Linked DNA regions of Oryctolagus cuniculus: region 2 is linked to region 1. Evidence: chromatin contacts called from public Hi-C data. All regions are on one chromosome and are shown on one strand. The core of a region is the stretch at or near the end of the contact, and the rest is flanking DNA. Distances in the headings are between cores, read along the strand shown.

Region 1 (6,611 bases), core at 563-3,062:
CTGCCAGGGCCAAGGGAGCAGAAAGTTCCTGTGAAGCCACTTCTGCCTCCTGTTCACATCACAGGCATCACTACACGATTGCCGTCACTGCCAGCTGCACCTGGATGCAGCTTCACAATCCCTTTCAAGGCACGGGCAGCTCCTGTCATTCATGAGAAACCTTTCTCATCTGTCATTAGCATTCCCTCTGACAACTCCAAAGCTAATTGTGCTTCCTGTTAAGTGAGCAGAGGGCACTAAGCATTTTCAAATCACTTTTACATCTGAAGTCTCATCGATCGCCACAAAACCGCCTTCAAGCGGGCAACGCAGATATTTTTATCCCCTTTTTTAATAGAACTGAGGGCCACAGCAGCTAACGCCACACTGCAGAGCTCTGGCGTCCCAGTCACCACATCCCTGCCTGCACGCTTTTCTGTGAGAGAGGACGGTCGGAACCACAGGCCACAGCGGGGACCAGGGTGGGGACCGGGGCTGGTCCCAAACCTGGACAGAGATGGGCTGTAGGTAATGAGTAATTCATTACTATGAACAACTTTAAAAATAAATCGTGGAAAAACAGATGAAGGTCACCAATTTCACAACAAAAGCCGTCACCCCGCGCAGGGGCAGGGCCTCTGGACGCCAAACATGTTTGCTGGTTACCATAGCAACCGTGAGCCACCCTCCCCTCTCTCCCTTTGACCTATTCTGAAGTTGCTTTTTATTCGGGACTCCCAAGCCTGCCCAGAACAGATTGCTGAGATGGCTTTTGGATTTCTTCGCACTCTGCTGTTGCCTGCTCTGTGACGGTACACAGGTTGGATGCCCAGGAAAAACAGTGTCCACGAGACAGAGGACACAATCCCACAGCAAGCCCACTGCATGAAGCACTGAACAATCCATCGGAAACAGTGGGGGCCCTGTCCCAGGCAGGACACGGCTCGGACGTTCCGAGGCAGGAAATAAGTGGAGAAAACCTACATTCCCAAAGGACCGGCGTGGTCCTGGAAAACAGAAAAGATTCGCCAGGCTCGCTCTTCGGTGACGCGCAGGCCCGGGTGGGGAGGTCTGTCTGCAGTCAATCTCTTCTGCTTCCCACCCTCCCTCTCTCACCCCCACACACCCCAACCTCCCAGGAATTGTCCCACCTGTTCCCCTCCCTCCTAAAGCGTTCTCTGCCTCCCCCAGATTCTCAAAAGTTAGATCCTCTGTAGTCTTTTCCTACCTTTAAGCCTTGTTCCTTCCATTTTGGAATCAAATGTTACATCTTTTATGTGATAGGTGAGTGAAGGATATCTTTCTTATGTTTTTTTTTTTTTTTTGACAGGTAGAGTAGACAGTGAAAGAGAGACAGAGAAAGGTCTTCCTTTGCCATTGGTTCACCCTCCAATGGCCGCCGCGGCCGGCACACTGCGCTGGTCCAATGGCAGGAGCCAGGTGCTTATCCTGGTCTCCCATGGGGTGCAGGGCCCAAGCACCTGGGCCATCCTCCACTGCACTCCCAGGCCACAGCAGAGAGCTGGCCTGGAAGAGGGGCAACCGGGACAGAATCCGGTGCCCCAACCAGGACTAGAATCCAGTGTGCCGGCGCCACAGGCGAAGGATTAGCCTATTGAGCCACGGCACCGGCAGGATATCTTTGAATATTATGATCAGACTGACCCTGCTACAAACTTGCTGTACATGCTTAGGTGCAGGGTAGTGTGGGGGTAAGAGAAACAGAGCACTTGGATGAGGCCCACCTGCTTTAACCCATTATAACCCCCTCTGGGAGGGCACTGCCAGCGCCCGGGGCCCAGAGCTCTGTCTGGCTTTGCGGCAAGAAGGTCCTTACCTTCCCCCCAGCCACCGGCCCCACTGTCAAAGCAGGAGACGGGAAGCCCTTGGGTGGACTGGTTGACCATGATTATCAACAGCTCGCCCTGTTGCTCAAAGAAGGGTGGGCCGAGATCAGGACACAGCACCAGCCCTCATTACGTGCACAGACTGTCTAATTGCCTTTTTGGGGTGGTAATTGCAACAGAGTGCTCTGTGCTATTAGGATATTACCATAGCACTCTCAGGAAATACCATCGGTGCCAGCTACAGATGCTGGAGAAGTGAGATGAGAAAGCCCAAGTGTGGTTTAGCTGAAGAGAAGGCAGAGCACATCAGGAAATTGCCACAGGGTGTGCCTGACTGCCTGCAACCTCACAGTTTGGGGTCCTATTACATCTGTGCCAGACTAAGCCTGCTGGAAACGTGATGCCACTCCCACCACTGGGTCTGTGCAGGGCCATTGGCTCACCATCAAAACAAACACAGGGCAGCCCCAACTCTGGCAAGAGGGGAAAGGGTATCGGGAATGTACCTCCTGTCTCCTCTTCTCAATCGGCCGCCTCCCCGGCTGCACTTGGTTGTGCCCTGTGCTGCTCACAACACTTCCGGTTCCGTGGATCGCATGAACTCTCAAGTTTCCTAAGGCCCAACACTGGGCAAAGGGAAATGAGTCCCTCGGGGACAGACAATGACGTGGCCTGACTCGGGGGAGCTGACCACGACTGGGCCACCACGATGGCGTTCACTAGTGGAAGAGCAGCACAAACACAATGGAGGAGGAGGGGCAGGTTAGGAAGCAGGTGCGTGAGAAGGCAGGTGTGAGGAAGCCTTGGGCAGCTGCAGGGGTTGCGGAGGGTGGGCACAAGGCCGCAAGGCCCAGAGGCCATACGGAAGGTGTCCCGGAGGAAGGCCTTTGTGTGAGGAGGGCGAGGAATCAGAGGGCCTTTCCACCAGCTCTGCTCTCTGCGGGCCCCCTGCTCTTCTCACAGGGGACGTCCTCACACCAAGACTTCCCGCGGACTCTGAATAGGCCAATAGACCCCTCCCAGAAAACCTGGCCAGGCTGCAGGAAAGGCTGCCTCATCAGGCCCACAGGCAGAGTCGAAGGGAGAGCCCTGGCTAAGGAATACAAGGTGTTCCCCCAGAGGAGCCCGTGTGAGGGGACTCTGCTGTCCCCTCCCAGGAGGGGAGATTTCCCGTCACGGTCAGCCCTGCAGGCTGCGGATGGAACCCTAAGAAGCAGGATAGCGAGGGGAACGTGGTTCCGTGTTTGCTGCCTGGTAATTACACGGTCCTCCAACAATAGGCTGGGACGGAGCCTGGTCCTCCACACCCCGCAGGGAGAGCGTGGGCCCCAGGGTGAAGACGGGCCGTGCCCTGCAACTCCCCGTGAGAATTCCCCTCCCTCACCACCTCCACGCCCAAGTATTTGAGTCCTGCTGTGCCAAGGTGGGAGACTTTTCCCTGTGCCCTCACAAAGCAAAGATTGCTGTGGCTTCTCTCGGCCTTATGAATGAAACCCAAGCCTCTTCTGGGGCCTTCAAGGCCTGGCAAACCTCGCCTGGCCCTGCTGCCCCCTGGCTCAGCACACTCGGCCTCTCTGCGCCTCCTCCTGCTCTTCTTCCCCGCCTCAGCACCCCAGCACTGGCCGTTCCTCTCTTCACAAACCCCTTCCCATCCTCGGGCCCCCAGGTCACACAGCCTGCCAGGGCCTGCCGGTCCTCCCACAGTGGGCCGGGCACAGGCAAGACCAGCACAGCCCCTGCTCCGGTACTGCTTCTGTTCCAGCTAGGGGAGACAGACGCTAAACAAACCACCCAGGACGTATTATACAGCGTGGGGGAGGGGGGAGCATGGAGGAAAAAGGCCAGGAAGCAGAGACAGGAGGCAGAGAAGGCGCGGGGGTTGGCGCTCTCAGAGATCTTTCCCAGGGTTCTCTCTGTCAGCCTTCACCTATTTCCTTCACAGTGCCCCTTGCAGAGTATAATTTTCTCTCTCTTCTTTTAAAGTTTATTTATTTACCAACTTATTTGAAATACAGAGAGGTCGAGAGAGAGAGAGAGGGTGCTCCCATCCACTGGTTCACTCCTCAAATGCCCAAACTGGGCCAGGCTGAAGCCACGAGCCTGGAACCCAGTCTGGGTCTCTCCCACATGAGTGGCAGGGACCCGACTCAGCAAAGCTTGGCACTCGCCCCCAGGGACTCCTGTGTCCCAGCAGAGACTTAACTGCTACAACAAGCACCCACCCCCACTCAGCACGGAACTTTCTAAGGTTGCTGTTGCTCATCTGTCTGCCCCACAGACTTTCAAGTCCACGAAAGCAGGAAATACTGCGGCCTCATTTTCCATGTTCACAGCGCTTGCGCCAGGATGAGTTGGTACTTGACACGTTGGTTGAATAAATGGGTGACTAGAGGATAAAAGGAAGGAAAAAGCGGAAGGGGGAGGGGAAGGGAGAAGGGGGAGGAGAGGGCGGAGAGAAAGGGAAGGAAGGAAGTGGGGAAGAGGAGGAGCAGTGGGGAGGAACAGAAAGTACAGGCTGGGGAAGAGCAAACAAACCCAAGAGCCCAGAAGAAAGCACAGGGTGAGTGGAGAGCCGGTCTCCGTGGCTGTTGCCCTCCCCCTGCTCTTCTTCCCCGCGTGTGTGTGCACACGCATGTGTGTGTGCAGCGCGCATGTGTGTTTTACTGGAAGAGTAGAAAATGCCACTGGCAGTGACCCTGGGTCTACTTAGAGGGCTTGAAATAGAATAAACACAGCAACTTCAGAGCTCTCCCTGCCCTAAAAGGAGAACCAAAGTGATTGGACTAAACGCTCTATTCCAGGCTGGATGTCTGGCTCAGGAGAGCTGCTAGACCATGCGGACAAGGCTAGCAAAGGTCAATCCTGGATCCTTGGTGCTGCTGCATCAGAGAAGTTCACGGTGTTAGAAGGTTTTCAGCGGTTCAGGAGAAAGCGACCTTGTGAGTGAAGTGAGCACTGGCATAAGTTGCTGGTGGGTGATGGAATTTGACAGCTAACACCTTGGGAAGCAATTAGGCAACCCGTATTGTGAACTTTAAATGGCCAGAGCCCTTGAAATTTTACTTTGGATATTTTAAGGGAATAATTCAAACTATGAAAGAGCTTTCTACCCAAAGATATCCAGAGATATTTATGGCAAATTTAATAATTTGGAAGAAGCAAAACCATCTAAAATGCTTAATGTACAGCAATAGAAGATAAACCAGCCAGAGTACTTCCACTTGGTGGAATAGTATGCAGTCATTAAAAATGAAGTTTCACTAAAACTGGAAATACTTCATATAATGATAAGTTTAAAAAACAAGGTTGAGGGACCGGTGCCGTGGCTCGCTTGGCTAGTCCTCCGCCTGCAGCGCCAGCATCCCATATGGGTGCAGGGTTCTAGTCCTGGTTGCTCCTCATCCAGTCCAGCTCTCTGCTGTGGCCCGGGAGGGTGGTGGAGGATGGCCCAGGTGCTTGGGCCCTGCACCTGCATGAGAGACCAGGAGGAGGCACCTGGCTCTTGGTTTTGGATCGGTGTAGCTCCAGCTGTGGCGGCCATTTGGGGGTTGAATCAACGGAGGGAAGATCTTTTCTCTCTGTTTCTCTCTCTCTGTCTAACTATATCTGTCAAATAAATTTTAAAAAATAAAAATAAATAAATAAAAATAATAAAAAAACCACAAAGTTGAATCTTTATATGACATGACCTACAGCCTATGTCTGATTATATCTATGGAAAAATGGAAACTATAATGTGATTAAAGCAAAGGTTACACAGAAATATTTCTGAAATGTTTCTGAAATAATGGCTTAATCTAAGTTCACTTTGACTAATATCTTTTGAGCTCTGCGACATGAATTGGGCACTGGGCTAATGACAGAGGATATAGGATGCCGAGACAACTTCACAGAGAAAAACTGAAATACATGAGTTCAACAACACTTTAGCCCCAAAATAAACTTATCTCTTAATTCAATTTTCCTTGAAGTTTCTGAAGTCCGCTCATACTGTATGATGAGAAATCTACAGATTTTCAAAGGCACAGGAGAACCTCCAAACTCAGATTTGGTAGCAAGAGGAAGGCAGTTGGAGAGGCCATTTTGGGGAACATAGCATCTAAGTGCTGAATCAGAGGGAGAAAAAATGAAAAGACCATACCCACAGACAAGGAAACAGTAAAACAGGGAGAGAATAGGATCAGAAAAGCAGAGAGGGGTCCAAGCATAGTGAATTTGAGAAGGTGCAACTTGTTTGAAGAATTGAAGGAAATTCCATTTGGCGCGAGGGTCACAGCACAGGGTCTTGGAGGGATAGGAAGCTGAAGAGACAGTAGAGGGAACCCTGCAGAGCCCAGTGCACGGGGAAGGCGGCAGGAAGCCTTTGAAGTGTTCAAGATCCATCTTTTAGAAAGATCTCTCCTTGGCCTGAGAGTGGATGGCGGCAAGGCTGGTGGCAAGAGGGCTGCTTGGAAATGCATCTGATAATCCAGGACAAAGGGTAGATTTGTGTCTGAGTGCAGGGATTATAAGTGGTTTTCCCCCTTTTGTATTTTCTTAGCATTTGCAATCTTTATTTCTGAGCATATGTTATTTTCATAATGGGAAAAAAATAACGTTTTAAAGAAGATGAACTTTACAGTGTTCTGCACGAAAGTCCTCCGGAGCCTTTGAGACCGGTCTGCTAAGCCAGGGGCCTCCGTGTCTCTACCAAAATCCACACCCACGTGCTGGCCAACTGTGCCCCACGACCGCCCACAGTCTCTACATGGAGAAGATGGAATTTTCCATCGGCCAGGAACTCAA
Region 2 (7,247 bases), core at 14-2,513, 250 kb after region 1:
GGTCACAGTTACTGGGGGAAAAAAAAAAAGAAGGAAAAAAAACCCTATACAGTATGAGGGTACTTCAAAAAGTTCATGGAAAATGGATTAAAAGGTAAGCTTATTTTGGTGTAAAAAATCCTGTAATCCATGCATATGAGTACTCAGGTAACAGTGCTTTTTGTGAGCCCAAAGTTTCAGGCTTTCAGACTTTCAAATTTTCATGTAATAATTGATAAGGTAGAAAACTGAAATTTATTTTTAATTCATTCATTCAGAATTTATAGTAGTTCCAATAGATTGTTATGAAATGTGATCTGGAAACTGTCATTAAAAAGTTTCTAGGGAAACAGAAATTATCAAAATACATAACATACCCAATTAACCTCGATTGTAAAATAACCAAGAAAACACACATACAAAGGTTTTAGATAATTATAGTTCATTCTTCTCTATTCCTTTAACCATTAAGGTCAGCTTAGTTTTCACTTACTATATAGGATTAAAAGGAGTGAAAACAATCACACTTTTACTTTCCAAATTTTGTACCAAAGGTACTTGCGTTTCATCTTTTCTCTAACGACGGCAAATTCCCTTGTTAAGTTCCCGCCCTTTTTGAGATCAAAGCATTTTGGAATAGAAAATGTTTTCTGATGCCCTGAAGTTACATGAAAAAAACCTACCTTACAGGCAATCCTATAAAGTCACTGGGGTCACGCATTTGAATATGCAATTTATTGCATTCGCTTAATATCGCTGTGGGTGCAAGGTGCAAACCTATGTGGGGATGGTTGATCTGCCAGCTGCGCTTGGCATAAGCAATTTGGAAAGAGTTCATCCAGTGAACGAGACACTTCACAATTCCAGAGAAAGGCAAATTCCAGCAATGAAGAGGCTGTGCCCCGGACTAGGCTCCTCCGCCGGGGCTCAGTGACTTCCCAGCTATTTTGTCCAGCACAAAGGACCACGCCAACACCAAACGTTTGGAGGCCTGGGCGACTGATTTCTGGGTTACAATAAAAGACATCTTTGGGGTTCCGGAGGGTTCCTGATCCCCTGATCTGCACCGCAGCCCACTCAGAGGCCCACCCGTGATTCCACCCACCAGCCAGCCTGCGGAGGTCAGCGAGCAACACCGCGCAGCGCAGGCCGCGAGGGAGCCACGTGTGCCGGGCCGGAGCTCGCGCGGCGCCGGAGGCCGGCGCGAGGCCGACGGCGAGAACCCGGCGCGCGGCGGCCCCGCCCCCTGCGCCCTGGCCCCGCCCCGCGGCCCCGCCCCTTCCCGGGCCGCGCACCCGCGCGCCCCGCCCGCGGGCGGAAGCGAGAGCGAGGCTGAACGCCTGACGTCAAGGCGACACCGCCAAACCTCGCCCAGAGTCAGGCGTGTAAACCAGCCGGAGCGGCGGCGGCGGCGGCGGCAGCGGCAGTACCGCCGTGGCGCCGGGAGCAGTGACCCGGAGGGAGCGCAGGGCGACGCCGGCTGCGAGGACCCGGTGACAGCGTGAGAGGTTCGCAGAGTGCATGCGTGGCCGCCGAAGGCAGCGACGGCGGCGGCGCGGGGCGGGGGCCGGGCGCCGGCTGAGGGGAGCTGCTGGGGTGGGGTGCGGCGCGGGCCGGGCGGGGCGGTCAGGGGCCCCGGCGGTGGCGGCGGTGGCGCCGGCGGCCCCTCGGCGCGCGGCAGGTGGCGCGGGGGCCGCGAGCCCGGCCGGTGAGCGCGCTGCCTCCCAGGCCGGCGAGGACCAGCCGCAGCCACCGCCGCCGCGGGGGAACAGCGCGCTTTGCGGAAGGGGTCAAATGTCTGAAATATGGCGGAGGAAGTGAGAGCCCGAGGACCCCCCCCCCCGCCCGCTCCCTCCTGCCGGCGGCCGCCGCAGCCTCTCCCGCCGCCCGCCTTCCCCCGCCGGTTTCCCCGAAGGCTCGCTCCCCGCCCCGGAGCCCCCCTCGCTGGCCGCCTGGGCTCCCTCCCGGGTGTGGGTGGAAGTTAGAACGGAAACCAGAAAGTTGTCGTTTGCGAACACCCAGCTTCCCCCAGCCCCGAGCCGGGGCTGAGGAGCTTTCAGGGGAAACCACTCCCCGGCGCCCCGCGGGCTCGAGCCTGACAGGGAAAAAGTTTGCCTGAAACGGGGCTGGCTCGCTCCATTTGTTGCGGGAAGTGGCAGGAGGAAGGCTGCGGAGGGAGCCCCACCTAGTCTGGCAGCAGCCACGGTGCAGAGAAAAACTGTTAAAGGGGCCTTTCCCTTCGTCAGCAAGAGGAAATCTCTCTCGTAGCGAGGGGGAGGAAATCCAGGAAGTTTGTCGTCTGCTCTTTTTCGCCATCTCGGTGTGTCTGATCCTGAAACTGACCATCAGCGCCAGGGATTTTTATTGGAAATCTCCCCACCCAACCCCGCCCCGCCCCCGGTGAGCTGGGCCCCCCGGATTTTTTCTTCTGCGCGGAGTTGGGGGGGTGGGGGGGGATGCCTTTTGGAGAAAAGATCATCCTTGCGAGTTTGAGCAGATGGTTTGCTTCCCCTTCGCTGGTGTCCCTCCCACCCTCTTCAAGAGTTTAGACAAATATTTTGGCCCTGGAACTCCTGATTGGTATGAATAGAAGCAGTTCTGTACTACAGTAACGGGAAGTCACATTTTTATGGGTAGAAAGTTGACACCAAGTGAAGATGGAGATTTTAATGTTTTTAAATTCATTCAGTGAAATTGGATTTTTGTTTTGCTGGAAACATCGAATATATATGGAGTCATTATAATAAAAATTTCTAATTCGTAAGTTCATCTTTTAAGCCCTTTTTTTTTTTGGTAGAGTGCCATTTGGACTTGCTCACAGGACCTTATTTTAGCAAGAAGTAACTTATAGAAGAAGATGTTCATTTAACTTAAAGCCTTTATCATTCTTAAAAACTGACTCTTAAAATTCTTAAAATAGTATTAATTGAGTCATAATGGAGTCATGGGATTTTTTTTTAAGGGCCGGAAGGGATTATTTAGATCATTCAGTCCCACCCTGTCATGAGGAGGAAACTGAGGCCTACAGTAGATAAAATAATCAGTGGGTCTCCTAACTTTTAGGACAATAGGCTTTCCATAATAGACAGCCTGAAGGAAGAAATGCAGCACATCATCATCATTATTATTATTATTATTATTACTATTCCCATCATACCCCCAGAAGAGGGGTGCCTTAATCACACAGTGTGAGAGACCCACTTTGGTTTTTCATCACAAAATGTTAGAGAAGTAATACTCGAGAGATGCAGCAATTTTATTTAGAGTCCTGAAGCTTTCATATCTGTACTACATTAAGAGTTCATTTGCATTTTCTTGTTTGACATTCGTAGTAAATTGTAAAGCTGCCTTATCTAAGGAAGCCCCAAAGAAGATCGTTGGCACAGTTGTAGCCAGTTTGGTTTTAATGTGCTGGGTGTCAAAATACAGCCAAAGAGCCCAATACCAACCTGGTTTAATTTTAAAATGTGTGGGACACGAATGTGATTTCTGTCATTCTTCTCCCGCCTACTTCCAACCCCATGAAAGTCATCTCTCTGCCTTTCTGTGACACATATCACTTCCTATCTTCAGTTACCATTGTCTGTTTTTGTTATCCTACTAAATGGGAAACTCCGTGGAGATTGCATGTTCTTTTGTATGCCTCGAGCACTGGTGTGGTGCTGTGCACATAGACACTCAATGCCCTTAAACGTAAGCATCCTGAGGGTAGGGAAATTGCAGAATTAATGGTGATAAACACTCAAGAAGGATACTTGAAGAGAACAGTGTGATTCTGAAAAAGATGTTTCTACATTGTCTTCGAAATCTTTTAGTTGACAAGTTGATTTTCATTTTATACTCAACAACAATCTTCTAAATAGAATTCCAGTGATTTCTCTTAGCTACATAAAAGTAAAGCCCCATGGTAAAGAGCTGCCTTGTCAGGAAGGTATAGCAAGGCATAGTAAAGAATTTTTTTAAAAACTTGACCCATGTGTGTAAGGAATTTTCCTAGTGTATCTTGTAATTTAAGATTGGTGGAAGTGCTATGCAGAGATGGATAATGTGGTAATTTATTTGGATGCGAAGCTCGTGTTCACATTCCTTGCCTTTTGTTTAAGTATTTGTTAGATAGTGAGAATTGAAATCAATATATAAAATTGTAGCTCATAAAGAGATTTTGGCTGATTTTACAAAGGTCTCTTTGGCTGAAAGTGTAAATAAGCAACTTTATTATTGAATATCAAGGAGATTTACTGATTAGCGTGTATCAATTCTAATAAAATACTGTGTTCTTATGTATGGCTGTGTTGTCTTAAGATTTTATAGGGTTGTGCCTAAATATATGCCCTTTTTATTTTACTATTATTTGTGAAAGGACTCCATAAGCTTAAAGATTAGCCTGAACTTTTTACTGTTAGCCCTTTCAAATTGAATTTCTTTCAGAACTAGTTTAAAAATAGGCATTTTGGCTGATGGCAATGATTCATCGTAGCATTATACAGACTTTTTAAAAATTCAGCCATCTATAAATGGGAGACCAGTACCATGGCTTACCCTTGTGTTGAAAGCTAATGGTTTTCAGTGTTCATAGGAAAGGTACTAATTACTATTTGAGGACTTGGGTCTTTTAATTTATTAGTTCTTTGGAAAACTCATAAATGTAGTAGAAGCAGTAGCTACAAAGAATGGAATGAATTTATCCATTTGCAGTAAAAACTGACTTGCTATATATATATATAAACTATTGTACTTTATTTGAACCCACTTGAGCACTGGGTTGTAAGACCAAACCCTGTAGTCGTAGAAAACCCTGTAGTCAAAGAAAAATTATCAGGAGTTTTATGCTGCTTTTTAAAATTCACCACAAAGAAAAGGTACCACTAATGTTTCGTGCTTCCTAATGGTGATGTGCTGATTCCTGATGTTGCTCAGATGAATGATGCACAACACTCATTGATTCAGTAGCAGTTAAGAAAGTTTTTTCCCTTTTTGTCAGTAGATCAAAAATTTTTAAAAACTATTTCCAAGGAACTTTAAAATTTAGAGAAAAAGTTTAAAGAACATATACTGGTTTTAAGAAGCATTTAGTTTACTTATCTGAAGTGAAAACATTTGCAAGGTCAACTGCAGAGTTTTCATTTCCTTTTTGTTATACAGTAGGACAATATTTTAAAACATTGCTATGCTTAATATTGTTTGATTATATATGAGGTGCTTGAATACTAGAAATAAATTCATTTCTAGATTAAGAATCTTAGTCTCTCTAACTGAAGAGTAATTACCTAATGTTCGGTGTTTGACTTTTATATTAAACTGATTCCTAAACCTTACATTGGTAGTTATGCTATTTTATACTTTTACTCTTGTCATTATGCTACTTGATATACATTCAATATCAGTGAGACCTTTTAAATTTAAACTGGAACCTGCTGTCCTGAGATCCTTGCTGGGTGATCTTTTCCAGTGATGGGGGATTGAATTTTTTTAGCAATTGAATAAAGCATCACAGAACTTCTGTGAATTTTCAACAGTTATTCTGAGATTTATTTCAGTAAATGTATTCTTTCAATAGATTTTCTCATTTACTTAAAACTTGTTTAGCATATCATAAAATAACTTTATCTTGAAAAAGACAACTAATGGTTGTCCCAATAGTGAGTTACCATTGCCTCTTGTTTTTCTTTTTTGCCTTGTGGGAAGGTAAAAAGATGAAAGCAAACAATGTTTTGTGTATTTAATAACAGTTTATGACAAAGCTTCTGGAAAGGAAATAGAAAACATTAGATAAAATAATTCTAATTATGTCTTCTAGAATTTATCCTTCTTGTATTGGATATGTTTTTTCAGTTACTTTATACTAAGTTCTCAGTTCATGGAACTGATAGTATTGATTAATAAAAAGGACTATAAATATAAGCTACTTTATTGAATATTTTTAGGTGTCAAATAATGCTTCATCTGATTTTTTGTTACCTTGAATTTCAAAGTTGCAGTGAGAATGTGGTATCCTAATACTACACTGTGCTACATATCTAAAGCTACTTTTTCTAGGATTTATCAATGAACTTCTTGGTAACAATAGTAAAACTCTGCAATCTTGAACTCTGTATTAAGCAGATAAAAAAGAGGAGTAGGGATGAATTATGTTACATACTGTATACTGTTTTCTCATGCCCTTGAAATTCTTAAACTGGAAATATTACACTGAATCTGTATTGCTGAGAGGGGCTGTTTTCAGTGTTTGTATGTTTAATTTCTTATTAAAATGTTTTTCAGGCAAAATGTATACTTTTCTGAAGTTTTCCTACTTCCTTGCTTCCTCAATGAAAACGATGACATAGACTTATTGGAATTGTTGAGGATTAAATGAAGTATTCATAAATGTTTTATAAACCATAAAAGAATATGCTGTGCAGTATTAGTTTTTGTTCTATAAAGCTCTTATTCCCTTGTAGCATTGCTTAAGATTCCCATTAAGCTGTAAATATGGACAAAGAGAATAATTGTGGTTTTTTTTTTTAAACTATTAAATGAATTATATTATCTCAGTGATTTTAAATGTATGATCCAAGGAATCCTAGAGATTCCTTAGACATTTTTTCAGGGAGTCTCCAACTGCAAAATTGTTCTTACAATAATTAATTAAGATGTTCTTCACCTTTTCACTGCATTGACATTTGCACCTATGGCACAAAAGCAACGGTAGGTAAAGTTGGCACCCCAGATAGTCCTTGTATTCTTCACTGCCATTTACTCACAATTAAGCTTCACCTAAATGCCCTTGATGAAATGGAAAAAAAAATTTTTTAATGAAATTTTTACACTTGCACATATTTTTTAATATACTGTGACAAGATGGGAAGTATACTTAAAACATTTTGGCTATATATTGAAATATAATGATTGTCCCTAGTAAAAAGCCACTGTTTTTCATGGCACACCATTTGTACTGAAAAGAATGCCTGACAGACTACAGTTACTCATACTTGAGTATTAGACTATATTTGTACAAAAACATGAGCCTGTTCCTTTAAGGTCAGTGATATTCTAGCTGCTAAGTGAAATTAGAAATTTGGAAAGCTGTGTCAACTATTGTGCTGTTGATAGTTTCCTAGTTTAAATATTTTTGTGATTATACTAATTTTTAAGAAGTGATATATAATGAATACCTATGTTTTTCTGAAAATGCTGTTAAAACATCCCAAACAGTCTTTGTGATATGTTCTTTCTGAGTTACTCATTTTTCTGTACTTTACGCTTAATATTTAGTACCCTTGATTAAT

Evidence for each region. Hi-C and Micro-C count contacts between places; a contact is called where the count stands out from the background.
Region 2: a Hi-C map of an unstated tissue shows a contact between it and region 1, with 2.0 times the contacts expected there. The contact joins the promoter of RAP1B here to the enhancer-like site in region 1. A contact is called at or near these places in 2 of 6 Hi-C or Micro-C datasets (psoas muscle and an unstated tissue).

Annotation. Positions count from the first base shown.
Region 1 is chr11:70,747,304-70,753,914 of mOryCun1.1, forward strand. No RefSeq gene overlaps it. Among named protein-coding and RNA genes, the nearest start is that of MDM1, 43 kb to the left of the region's middle. Within about 2 kb of position 1,813, at least 4 of the 8 cell types and tissues checked have an H3K27ac peak or open chromatin away from gene starts, as enhancers often do.
Region 2 is chr11:70,998,871-71,006,117 of mOryCun1.1, forward strand. RAP1B (RAP1B, member of RAS oncogene family) reads left to right here and starts at 1,264. Exons shown (of 8, transcript XM_017341970.3): 1 at 1,264-1,487.